Regions from separate parts of the Mus musculus genome. Here region 2 is linked to region 1. The links are chromatin contacts, called in public Hi-C maps. All regions are on one chromosome and are shown on one strand. Each heading gives the region's core, a stretch centred on a gene start, on an enhancer-like site or on the middle of the called end of the contact. The rest is flanking DNA. Distances are from core to core; before and after follow the strand shown.

Region 1 (6,662 bases), core at 2,394-4,893:
TCAAGTTATAGTTTCATGGCTTGAGATTTTATTTTGGGGGGCTGGTGAGATGGCTCAGTGGGTAAGAGCACTGACTGCTCTTCCGAAGGTCCTGAGTTCAATTCCCAGCAACCACATGGTGGTTTACAATCATCTGTAATGAGATCTGATGCCCTCTTCTGGTGTGTCTGAAGACAGCGACAGTGTACTTATGTATAATAATAGAGAACAGGGACTGAGTGAGAGGGGCCGACTCCAATGAGCAGAAGTCCTAAAATTCTATTCCCAACAACCATATAAAGGCTCACAACCATCTGTACAGCTACAGTGTACTCATATACATAAAATAAATAAATCTTTTAAAAAAAAGAGAGAGATTTTATTTCTTTATCTACAGCCCTCTCCTCCTTTCTCCTCCCCTGCCATCTTCCTCTGCTCCCCTCTTCTTTCACCCTTCCTCTCCTTAGTTGGAAAACAGAGGGTGAGATAGCCTGTCGTGGGAAATTTAAAAAAATAATAAAGGGAATGTAGAACCTGCACGTCTGCGTGCTTGTGCCTCTAGAGGCCCCCAGTGGTCTGGCCAGCCATGCACTGGTGGGCAATGGCCGACCTGTTTTTATCTCATGGAGACTCTGACTCAGAACTCCACAATCTCTCCACCCAGATCTCTAGGTTCTCACTGGCAGGTCATTACCATGCCAACCCCGTGCCTCAAATCTCCCACCTCCTTTGTGGTGCACATCTAGCAAACCCAGGCTTTGCTGTTGTACCTTTCTCTCCTGAAACCAGATGAGCCACCATGTGAAGGAAAATGCAACACAAACTTAGTTCAGAAACAATAGTAACTCAATCTCTGGGCACAACCCCGAAAACCTAACCTTGTAAGCCTTATTAAAATCTGATTCCTCCTGTGGTGAACTCTTGTGGCTCTGCCATAATATCTGGAAACTCTAGCAGCTACATTTTAGGCATTTGCTATCCCCGTTCCAAAACGGGGTTAATTCTCTCCTGCTACCTGCTACCTCTCTTCCTCCCTCCAACCCAGAAGTCCCGCCTACTCACCCAGTGATTGGCTCCTTTATTCATTAGGTGATTGGTTCATAAGAACAGCACCAGGCCGGTCCACAACACTTGCCCCTTTCTGTTCTAAAAAAAAAAAACCGCCGGGCAGTGGTGGCGCAAGCCTTTAATCCTAGAACTTGAGAGACGAGGCAGGCGTATTTCTGAGTTGGAGGCCAGTCTGGTCTACAGAGTGACTTCCAGGCAGGACAGCCAGGGCTACACAGAGAAACCCTGTCTCGAGGGGAAAAAAAAAAAAAAAAAAAGCCAGGCTGGCAAGATGTTTCAGCGGGTAGGAGCACTTGACTGCTCTTCTGAAGGTCCTGAGTTCAAATCCCAGTAACCACATGGTGGCTCACATCCACCCATAATGAGATCTGATGCTCTCTTCTGGCATGTCTGAAGACAGCTGCAGTGATAATAATAAATAAATCTTTAAAAACAAAAAAAAAACCCTTTCTCTCAAATATAAACAGAACACAACTATTACCATTTTATAATCTATAGAGTATAAGATTGTTCATCATTTATGAAATTAAGATAGAACATTGTCATCTATCTTAAGTTAAAAGACTTATGGTTCTACCCTGACTTATGTCCTGGCTTTAGATAGTATACCATCTGAAAATCATCCTCTCAAATCTATTCTTTCAAAGTAAATAGCCTGGGTTGGCTATGAGACTATTAATTAATTTTTCAACCCCATCAGAAATCTGAGAATGACCAACATTAACTGAAAATAAATAAGAAGCCTAACACTGCTTCCAGAACTGAGACAAATTGTAGAGACAGCTGCCTACCTATACAGCCCCCGTAAGTCAGGAAGTTGGAGCATGTCTTGAGCCTTCTGGCCCAGGCTCATCTATCTGACAGACCTTAGAGATACAGGAATACTAAGGACTAGCCTATTCTGTCTCAGCAGAACTAAGCTGTCCTAACCTGTAAATTGTGTCCTTTCAAGAACAGTACAGGTCTGCAGGAGAGATTGGCAATTTTCTACCCAGTGGCAACCTAGCCACAAATGTAGGGCCTCACTTGAAGAAAAGATGCTCAGCTGCTTCTTTGAATCCATGAATGGGAAGCTGTTAGGAGCAGATTTGTCTCAACAAGTGAATAAATGGCATTAACTGTCACATTCTGTGGATTTGTGACATTTTTGAAAACCAACTATCCCTGTAAGTAATCTGGACTGTTCTCCATTAACCGCTCTCAGCTATTTCTAATTACAGTCTCTGAAACACCCTAACAATAAAGTCAGAGCCATGAATTTGCTATTTGGTCCTTAACTCACAGGCTTAATCATCTTAGATCAATTTATAATAACAGTTATAGAACGACTGGGTCTAAGCCCTATACTTTTAAATTTTTTGTATCAATACAAGAAATTTATACCAGCCAGGCGTGGTGGTGCACGCCTTTAATCCCAGCACTCGGGAGGCAGAGGCAGGCAGATTTCTGAGTTCGAGGCCAGCCTGGTCTACAGAGTGAGTTCCAGGACAGCCAGGGCTACACAGAGAAACCCTGTCTTGGGAAAAAAAAAAAAAAAAAAACCTTGATTTTGCATCAAAATAAATTCTGTATCAAAATAAGAAATTATGACATCAACTTAGTAACAAGTAAAAATATTTCTACAAAATGAGATTACAGCTATGCAATCAATTCTAGCTATTCCTCCCTGTTCCAACTATGACCATTTCAACATTCCCTAGAAAGACAGCCTATGATAAGCCCCTCCAGTCCCAAAGGCCAGGGAACTGGAGCAACGACTCTTCATAACGTTTTCAAGCTGAATATGGGCATTGAGATATTTTTAAGGGGAGGGGGGAGGAAGGGTAGGGAAAATAGGATTGGTTAGCCTTAAGAAGGCCACACCAATGATTGATTTAGCCTCTGATGTCTGTGTCTTGATTGGATCTGGCTGAAAGTCCAAGATATCTGGAGACCCACCAAGGCTATATATTCTGTAATATGCAAATCTCAAAACAATTTTTTGGTATCATCAAGATAACCTTTTGTTTGATTCTCTGGAATCTAGTTCCTCAGGGAGTCTCCCTCTATCATATCAGAAGATCAGTCAGGTGCTCTTATACACTGAGCCATCTCACCAGCCCAGCATCCTTTAATCCCAGCACTCAGGAGGCAGAAGCAGGTAGATTTCTCTGAGTTGGAGAACAGTCTTTTGTAAGTTCCAAGACAGCTAGGGTTATACACAGAGAAATCCTGTCTCAAAAAACCACCATCACCACCACCACCACCAAGAACAACAACAAACAATACTACAACAAACATACACAAACACACATACACAAATACAGAGCCCAATGTATACAGCCCACTTTGTTGACCTCACTGTCAAGGTGCTATATCTAGATGGCATTTTTTTTAAAGATTTATTTATTATTATATCTAAGTACACTGTAGCTGTCTTCAGATGCACCAGAAGAGGGCATCAGATCTCATTATGGGTGGTTGTGAGCCACCATGTGGTTGCTGGAATTTGAACTCAGGACCTTTGGAAGAGCAGTCAGTGCTCTTAACCACTGAGCCATCTCACCAGCCCCTAGATGGCATTTCTACATTCTTGCAGCTCCAGTGTACAATAAATCAGAAACAGGAAGCATGGGATGGTCTTGTGACAGCCTTGTGGGGGATAGGAAAGGCAAGGAACACTGTTTCTCTAACCACAGTAACTCAGGCACTAAATGTACAACATTTATCTCTCCAGATCAGGAGAGACTCCAGTTCTCTGTAGGCACTGACTTAAGTGTCCAAAAATTAGACTTGGTTCTGACACTAACTCTCTGGACTCGATGCAGACCCACCAGTTGGGGTCACTGTCCCCCAAGCCTATATCTAGTGTCAGTTACAAGTGGTGGATCTCCCAGTTACCCACATGTCAGGAAGTTGGTTTTTTTTTTTTTGTTTGTTTGTTTTTTGTTTTTTTGTTTTTGGTTTTTCAAGACAGGGTTTCTCTGTATAGCCCTGGCTGTCCTGGAACTCACTTTGTAGATCAGGCTGGCCTCGAACTCAGAAATCCGTCTGCCTCTGCCTCCGAGTGCTGAGATTAAAGGCGTGTGCTACCACGCCCGGCTTCCCACATGTCTTAGTTAGGGTTTTGCTGCTGTGAACAGACACCATGACCAAGGCAAGTCTTATAAAAAACAACATTTAATTGGGGCTGGCTTACAGGTTCAGAGGTTCAGTCCATTATCATCAAGGTGGGAGTATGGCAGCATCCAGGCTGTCATGGCGCAGGCAGAGCTGAGAGTTCTATGTCTTCATCCAAAGTCTGCTAGTGGACGACTGACTTCCAGGCAACTGGGGTGAGAGTCTTAAGCCCTCACCCACAGTGACACGCCTATTCCAACCAGGCCACACCTCCAGATGGTGCCACTCCCTGGTCCAAGAATATACAAACCATCACACCACACTTCTGCCTGACCCCTTGTCATCTTAGGGTTAGGGTTAGGAGACCTCAGGAAAACACTCTCCTTACTATTATAGTTTAGTAGAGAAAATAAACTCTGGGATTCTTCAGGAATAGTAAGGTGATGAGGTGGGGTTGGGGGTTGCGTGGGGTGGGGGAGGGCAACAATGACTAAAATGCATTAAATACAAGTACTTCTGTGGTGGTTTGAATATGCTTGGAATTAGATGTGACCTTGTTGGAGGAAGTGTGTCCCTGTGGGAGTGGGCTTTGGAGGACTCTTATGCTTAGGCTCCGCCCGTTGCAGAAGAAAGTTTCTTCCTAGCTGCCTGAGGATGCCAAGTCTCTCCTGGTTGCCCTCTGATCAAGATGCAGAGCTCTCAGCTTCTTCTCCAGCAACCATGTCAGACTGCACACTGCCATGCTTGCTGCTATGATGATAATGAACTAAACCTCCCAAACTGTAAGCCAGCCCCAATTAAATGTTTGCCTTTATAAGAGTTGTCTTGATCATGGTGTCTCTTCATAGCAATGGAAACCCCAACGAAGACAATAACATTGCCAGAGTCAAGAATAAATAAATAAATAAATAAATATATAAATAAGGATAAGTCAGCCTGGTGGTTCATGCCTGTAAATACCAGCTACTCAGAGGTTAGGGCAGAAACATGGCATATTCAAGGCTCACTCATGGTACAAACTGAATTCAGTGCCAGCCCAAAAATATTTAGGGAAACCCTGTCTCAAAATTAAAAAAAAAAAAATGTTTAAAATGGCTGAGGATGCAATTCAGAAGTAGAATATTTGCCTAGTATAAGACTCTAGGTTCTGGAACTGGTGAGATGGATCACAGGTAAAGGCACGTGACAGCCTAATGGTGAGATGGATCACAGGTAAAGGCACGTGACAGCAAGCCTAATGACTTAAGTCTGATGCCTAAACCCACATGGTGGAAGGAAAGAACCAGCTTTCACATGTGCTCCCCCACACATACACATGCATGCACATAAATACATACATACATACATACATACATAAATAAATCTGGTTTTTTTAACCCCTGGGACCTGGGGCTGGAGGCATGCCTCAGTGGTTAAAAGTCCTAATTGCTCTTGCAGATCATGAGAGTTCAGTTCCCAGCACACATTTGGATGGCTCACAACCATCTCTAACTCTAGCTCCAGGGGAACCCAATGCCTCTGGCGTCCCAGGGCACCTGTATTCACCTGTATTCACACCCATAACCCATTATCCCCATACACATACCATAATGCAAAAATACATTTTAAAATATTTTTGTTTTATTTATTTATTTTGCTTTTTTTTTTTTTTTCGAGACAGGGTTTCTCTGTGTAGCCCTGGCTGTTCTGGAACTCACTCTGTAGACCAGGTTGGCCTCGAACTTAGAGATCTGCCTGCCTCTGCCTCCCAAGTGCTGAGATTAAAGGCGTGCACCACCACTGTCTGGCTACCCTTTCTAGAGCAAGAAGGAAGCCAGCCATCTACAAAGTAAGAATAGCCCTTGACAGAACCACATGATGCCAGACAGATACCCAGACCTTGGACTATGATGCATAGGGCAGACTGAGATGGATGCACAAATGCAAAAATAATAACATTATTTAACTGCTAGGAGGAAGACTTGAGCCCTGCAGAAGCGAGAATATGTGTATTATGAAAATTCCTTCCCTGGGGAGATATAAACAATGTCCACTGGGCTGGCGAGATGGCTCAGTGGTTAAGAGCACTGACTGCTTTTCCAAAGGTCCTGAGTTCAAATTCCAACAACCACATGGTGGCTCACAACCATCTGTAATGAGATCTCACACCCTCTCCTGGTGCATCTGAAGTCAGTTACACTGTACTTATAATAAATAAATCTTTGGGCTGGAGTGAGCAGGGACTGAGTGAGCCGGGCTGACTGGAGGGAGCAGAGGTCCAAAATTAAATTCCCAACAACCACATGAAGGCTCACAACTATCTGTCTGTACAGCTACAGTGTACTCACATACATAAAATAAATAAATAATTTTTTAAACAATGTCTACTACTCTTTTCCAAAGGTTCCAGCAACAAGCCAACAGCAATTTCACCAACGCTGACCTGGGAAACCATTGAGTTCTTTCGCTTCCTCACAAGGCACAAGTGAGTGCAGGCCGAGGCAGGGATGACGCTGAAGAAGCAGCACTGGACGTCT
Region 2 (6,662 bases), core at 3,094-5,593, 810 kb after region 1:
TTACTATATAGAGACTATCCATAAGTCCTGTGACTCTAGAGAACCCTGACTAAGTTAACATGAGCCCAAGGAAAGTTATCTGTTTATATCTGACAGGTACACAAGTGAGTACATGAGCAAATCACAAGGAATCACAGTTTGCTGAGTGATGTCTGTGAGCTCCAGAGTTTCTTCGTGGTTAACAAGCTTCTCCACACTTGAGTTCATTGGATCCCCAAGCTGATGGTTTGAGTTGAAGAGCATGAGAAGCTTCATTCATCATTCATGACACCCCCCTCTGCTGAAGAAATACCTGCATGCCTCATTGCTAGTTCTGGCTCTCCTCTTGGGATAATCTGTGTGTGGCATATACACAGGTCTGTGTAGACGTGTGGTGAAGAGTATTGGAGGGAAGTGAATGCATGTTCTCTTGGCATAGCTGGGCATAAGTCACCTCCTTTGAGTCTTCTGCTGCAGATGCCTGTCATCGGGAGACACCTAGGTAGGATTCTAGGAACGAAGGACAGAAAGGTAGGGAAAGCTCACCTGTGTGTGCACCTGGCTGCAGTTCTCAGGCTGAATGCATTCCAACTCATCATCTGGAAGGAAAGGTGAGAGAGTAGGCCTCTTTCACATGAGCCTTTAAGCTATATAGCTGTGTATTTTATGTTTCATAAATGACCAACAGAATCCTAGGGAAAGACAGCAACATGACGCAGCAGAGTGGCACCTCCCACCTCTTCTGTTCGTCTTTGAAGGTCTAAGTCCCCCAAGCATCCCTTTCCTCAGAGAGATGTACTCCACCTTACATTTACTGTTTTCTTCGATGTCCATGACTGGGCTGGAGCTGAGTAAAAAGAAGTTGAAAAGTTAAGTTATCCCTAAGAAATGACATATAAGTAGAATTTTTAGGAGTTAAGAATGTCCATTGAGCAGTAGGGGCCCTGGCTTCAATCTCCAGTACTCAGACAATAGTCTTAGATGGAGATGCAGAGGTGTATTTATTGGAAGAGTCAAATTTTCGTACCTCTTATATTTCACTTGGCTCGTGATCTCATCACTGCTGGTCTCTACAGAAAGACAACGATCAGCCTTAGAACCCACCAACCCCCATACACCACTCCCAGACTAATCCTTTCCCCATCCCGGAACATACTACATTTGGCCCAATGGTGCAGAGGCAGAGGAGGAAGAGGAGGAGAAGGAGGAGGAGGAAGCAGACAGCAGCAACTGTGACCCAAATCACAATGGGAGACCCAGATGGACCTGCAATGAGAAAACAGAGGTAGTCTGTTATTAAAGGTCGGTTACATTAGTTTACTCATTCAATCAGAGAATTATTGAGTGCTTACCTTATAGCAAACACAGAACTAGGTATTTAGGAAACTATAGGGAACCTACCTAACAAAACAATATGTGATTGATCATAGAGGTAGTGGCTATGATAAGTCTTATAAAATAGAGTCTTACTATGTAGCCCCAGGTGACTTCAACCCTGAGACCTTCCTGACTTCAGCTGCCTTCAGCTGGTATCATAAGCATAGCATACACCAGCATACCTAACTGATGAGAGAAATTAAATACAATACCAAAGTTCATTTGGGGAGGTGGTTCATAAAGGATAACACGCAGCCCTCTAGTGTTAGAGAAGAACTTCTTCCAGATAGTCTGGGAAGAGCATACACTAATCTTGACTGAGAGCCCGAGTGAACCACCTGCAGAAAAGACAATCACGAGACAACAGGCAAAGGGCTTTACAATAAAAATTGGAAGTCAAACATGAAATATGACATTCAGAAATTGAAAAATGTTACAATCTACAAAGACATTTCTAAATTAAATAACAGCCTACAAAGTGATGGGCAAACAGTGTCTAATATATTATATTTTGTTTGTTTTCTTTTTGTTTGTTTTAATAAAAGGGATGGAGCTTCGTAGCTAATCCTGGCAAACTCTAAGTCAACATAGCAAGGTCTTGCACATTTGTGTGCACTTCTATCGCACTAGTCACAGCAGATAGGAAATTTACACAGGGCAGCTTAGATGCACATAAATTAGACAATGTAGTATGTAGGCAGAATGGAACTTTATACATTTGGAGAGAAAAATGAAGTCATGACGCCCATAAGAAAATGGAAATCATTATATTACACCAAGTAAGCCAGACTCAGGGAGATAATACCACATGTTTTCACTCATGCAAGAAACTTACATTTAAAACTATGTGAGTGGGGCTGGTGAGATGGCTCAGTGGTTAAGAGCACCGACTGCTCTTCCAAAGGTCCTGAGTTCAAATCCCAGCAACTACATGGTGGCTCACAACCACCTGTAATAAGATCTGCCCCCCTCTTCTGGTGTGTCTGAAGTAAGCTACAGTGCACTTATGTATAACAATAAATAAATCTTTGGGCTGGAGCAAGCAGCAACTGAGCAAACAGAGTTGACCAGAGATGACAGGAGCAAGCAGAGCCAACCAAAGCAAGCAGGGGTCCTAAAAATTCAATTCCCGAGAAATGATCCATTCTTATCTCCTTGTACAAAGCTCAAGTCTAAGTAGATCAAAGAACTCCACATAAAACCAGAGACACTGAAACTTATAGTGGAGAAAGTGGGGGAAAGCCTTGAAGATATGGCCATAGGGGAAAAATTCCTGAACAAAAGAGCAATGGCTTGTGCTGTAAGATCGAGAATCAACAAATGGGAGCTCATAAAATTGCAACGCTTCTGTAAGGCAAAAGACACTGTCAATAAGACAAAAAGGCCACCAACAGATTGGTAAAGGATTTTTACCAATCCTAAATCTAATAGGGGAATAATACCTAATATATACAAAGAGCTCAAGAAGCTGGACTCCAGAAATTCAAATAAATTCAATTAAAAATGGGGTACAGAGCTAAACAAAGAATTCTCAACTGAGGAATACCAAAGGGCTGAAAAGCACCTGAAAAAAAGTTCAACATCCTTAATCATTAGGGAAATGCAAATCAAAACAACCTTGAGATTCCACCTCACACCAGTCAGAATGGCTAAGATCAAAAATTCAGGTGACAGCAGATACTGGCGAGGATGTGGAGAAAGAGGAACACTCCTCCATTGCTGGTGGAATTGCAAGCTTGTACAACCACTCTGGAAATCAGTCTGGTGGCTTCTCAGAAAATTGGACATAGTACTACCAGAAGATCCAGCAATACCTCTCCTGGACATATACCCAGAAGATGTTCCAACTTGTAATAAGGACACATGCTCCACTATGTTCATAGCAGCCTTATTTATATTAGCCAGAAGCTGGAAAGAACTCAGATGTCCCTCAACAGAGGAATGGATACAGAAAATGTGGTACATTTACACAATGGAGTACTACTCAGCTATGAAAGACAATGAATTTGTGAAATTTTGGAGCAAATGGGTGTATCTGGAGGATATCATCCTTAGTGAGGTAATCCAATCACAAAAAGTCACTAGATATGTATTCACTGATAAGTGGATATTAGCCCAGAAACTTAGAATACCCAAGATACAATTTGCAAAACACAAGAAAATCAAGAAAGAAGACCAATGTGTGGATACTTCATTCCTCCTTAGAATAGGGAACAAAATACCCATGGAAGGAGTTACAGAGACAAAGTTTGGAGCTAAGATGAAAGAATGGACCATCCAGAGACTACCCCACCTGGGGATCCATCCCATAATCAGCAACCAAACCCAGACACTATTGCATATACCAGCAAGATTTTGCTGAAAGGGCCCTGATATAGCTGTCTCGTGTGAGACTATGCCAGTGCCTGGCAAATACAGAAGTGGATGCTCACAGTCATCTATAGGATGGAACACAGGGCCCCCAAATGAGAAGCTAGAGAAAGTACCCAAGGAGCTGAAGGGGTCTGCAACCCTATAGGTGGAACAACAATATGAACTAACCAGTGCCCCCGGAGCTCTTGACTCTAGCTGCATATGTAGCAGAAGATGGCCTACTCGGCCATCATTGGGAAGAGAGGCCCCTAGGTCTTGCAAACTTTATATGCCCCAGTACAGGGGAATGCCAGGGCCAAGAAGTGGGAGTGGGTGGGTAGGGGAGCAGGGCAGTGGGAGAGTGTAGGGAACTTTTGGGATAGCATTTGAAATGTAAATAAAGAGAGTATCTAATTAATAAAAAAAAGAAAAGAAAAAAATTCAATTCCCAACAACCACATGAAGGCTCACAACCATCTGTGCAGCTACAATGTACTCATATACATAAAATAAAATAAATAAATCTTTAAAACTATGAGAGTTTGTATATTGAAACTAAAAATGGTGGCCATAAGGAAAGAGAAGTTAAGATATGTAGGAAACTGAAAGTGTAATGAAATTCTGTAACAGGAAAGCAGCAGTGGGGACTATTTTGGGGGAGAAAAAAGAAGAAGTAATGGCCTGTTTCTTCCTCCCAGTCCCATGTTCCCAGAAAAAAGACTCACACTCAAATATATTTACAAATACCTTGGCCATATAGCTGGGCTCTTCTCTGACTAGAAATAACTAAAGATAACCCCATTTATTCTAGCCTACATTCTGCCATGTGGCTGGTTACCTGTGCTCAAGTACCATGCATCCCTCATATCACATCTCCCCAGCCTACTTCTTTCCTTTCATCTCCTAAGTGACTCTCCAAATTCCTCTACCTGCTGGCTTATGACCTTCCCCCTCAGTCCATCTCATATCTCCAATGTCTCCCTGGGTCTCTCTTGAATCTCTCATTTATACTTACTATTTTCTAGAACCTTCTCTCTTCCTGCCAGTGTCCTACCTCCTATTTCCTGCCTCAGGTCATTGGCCATCAGCTTTTTTATTGACAGGTGATGTTTATAAGAGATTCTCTTTGCACAATAATAACACTTATTTTCTCAAACTCACAGAGATCTGAGTACTGGAATAAAAGATATGTCTGCCTGTGACAATACCTGACCTAAAATTTTAATGTAAACATGAACTAAACAGTCAGGAGTGTCGTATACCTTTAATCTCAGCACTTGAGAGACAGAGGTAGGCAGTCTCTCAAGGTTCTATACCTTGATTTCAAGGCCACCACAGTCTACAGAGCAAGTTCCAGGATGGGTAAACAGAGAAACCAGTCTCCAACAGCCAAAACAAAATTATTTGTTTAAAAAGAAAGCTTTATTTTCTGAAACTAGCACAAACTCTTTCAAAGTTTCTATCACCATTGGCTAGTGCTGTACTTGTCACACACAATTCAGAAGGAATGTTGCTGGGGGTTAGCAGTAAACAAGTGGTACAGCATCATTCAGAATGCATCTCACAGGGTTCCCGGATTCCACCAAGACTGGTCTGCACAGGTGAGAGTGTGGACTGCAGAGGCTAACAGCTTCTGGGACAGGCGGAACCCACAGAGCTTCTGGGGCAGACCGTGTTTCGGGCTCCAGACACCCGAGCACCTTCCCTCCCAGAGGAGAGGTGTCCGCCCCAGCCCGGGAGGGCTTTGCCACAGCATCTGGGGGAGACATCTTGGTTCCGGGATCCTGCCGAGACAACTCTGCGCAGGTGAGAGTGTGGACTAGAGAAGCTACACAAATTCTGGGACAAGCCCTGTTTTGGGCCTTCATCTTCTGCCAGGAGGCAGGTCCAAATGCCAGATATCTGTCCACCTTCCCTGCAAGAGGAGAGCTTGCCTGCAGAGAGTGCTCTAACCACTGAAACTCAGGAGAGAGCTAGTCTTCCAGGTCTGCTGATAGAGGCTAACAGAATCAAGAGAGGAACAAGCTCTAACCAGAGACAACTATAACAACTAACTCCAGAGATTACCAGATGGTGAAAAGTAAATGTAAGAATCTTACTAACAGAAACCAAGACCACTCACCATCATCAGAACCCAGCACTCCAACCTCAGCCAGACCTGGATACCCCAACACACCTGAAAAGCTAGACCCGGATTTAAAAGCATATCTCATGATGATGGTAGAGGACATCAAGAAGGACTTCAATAACTCACTTAAAGAAATACAGGAGAACACTGCTAAACAGTTACAAGTCCTTAAAGAAAAACAGGAAAACACATCCAAACAGGTGATGGAAATGAACAAAACCATACTAGACCTAAAAAGGGAAGTAGACACAATAAAGAAAACCCAAAGTGAGGCAACACTGAAAATAGAAACCCTGGGAAAAAAATCTGAAACCATAGATGCGAGCATCAGCAAAAGAATACAAGAGATGGAAGAGAGAATCTCAGGTGCAGAAGATTCCATAGAGAACATCGGCACAACAATCAAAGATAATGCAAAATGCAAAAAGATCCTAACGCAAAAAATCCAGGAACTCCAGGACACAATGAAAAAACCAAACCTATGGATAATAGGAGTAGATGAGAGTGAAGATTTTCAACTTAAAGGGCCAGCAAATATCTTCAACAAAATTGTGGAAGAAAACTTCCCAAACCTAAAGAGATGACCATGAACATACAAGAAGCCTACAGAACTCCAAATAGACTGAACCAGAAAAGAAATTCCTCCTGACACATAATAATCAGAACAACAAATACACTAAATAAATATAGAATATTAAAAGCAGTAAGGGGAGGTGCAGGAGGAGGGTGGGAGAAGGTAAAAAAAAAAAAAAAAAAAAAAAAAAAAGCAGTAAGGGGGTCGCCTTCCCATCCGCTGCCTCGATGATCTTCGCTTGCCTCCTCGCTC

The links. A called contact is a pair of places that touch in the nucleus more often than the background predicts.
Region 2: a Hi-C map of bone marrow-derived macrophages shows a contact between it and region 1, with 11 read pairs. The contact joins two enhancer-like sites. A contact is called at or near these places in 4 of 39 promoter capture datasets (cranial neural crest, liver and pre-B cells), 1 of 484 Hi-C or Micro-C datasets (bone marrow-derived macrophages), 1 of 115 datasets of contacts at active chromatin or transcription factors (embryonic stem cells) and 1 of 9 other capture datasets (macrophages).

The regions. Positions count from the first base shown.
Region 1 is chr7:3,594,283-3,600,944 of GRCm38.p6, forward strand. No RefSeq gene overlaps it. Among named protein-coding and RNA genes, the nearest start is that of Oscar, 19 kb to the right of the region's middle. Within about 2 kb of position 3,644, at least 7 of the 459 cell types and tissues checked have an H3K27ac peak or open chromatin away from gene starts, as enhancers often do. A contact at or near this core is called in bone marrow-derived macrophages, where this site is marked.
Region 2 is chr7:4,405,713-4,412,374 of GRCm38.p6, forward strand. It overlaps the pseudogene Atp6v0c-ps1. Among named protein-coding and RNA genes, the nearest start is that of Gp6, 11 kb to the left of the region's middle. Within about 2 kb of position 4,344, at least 10 of the 459 cell types and tissues checked have an H3K27ac peak or open chromatin away from gene starts, as enhancers often do. A contact at or near this core is called in bone marrow-derived macrophages, where this site is marked.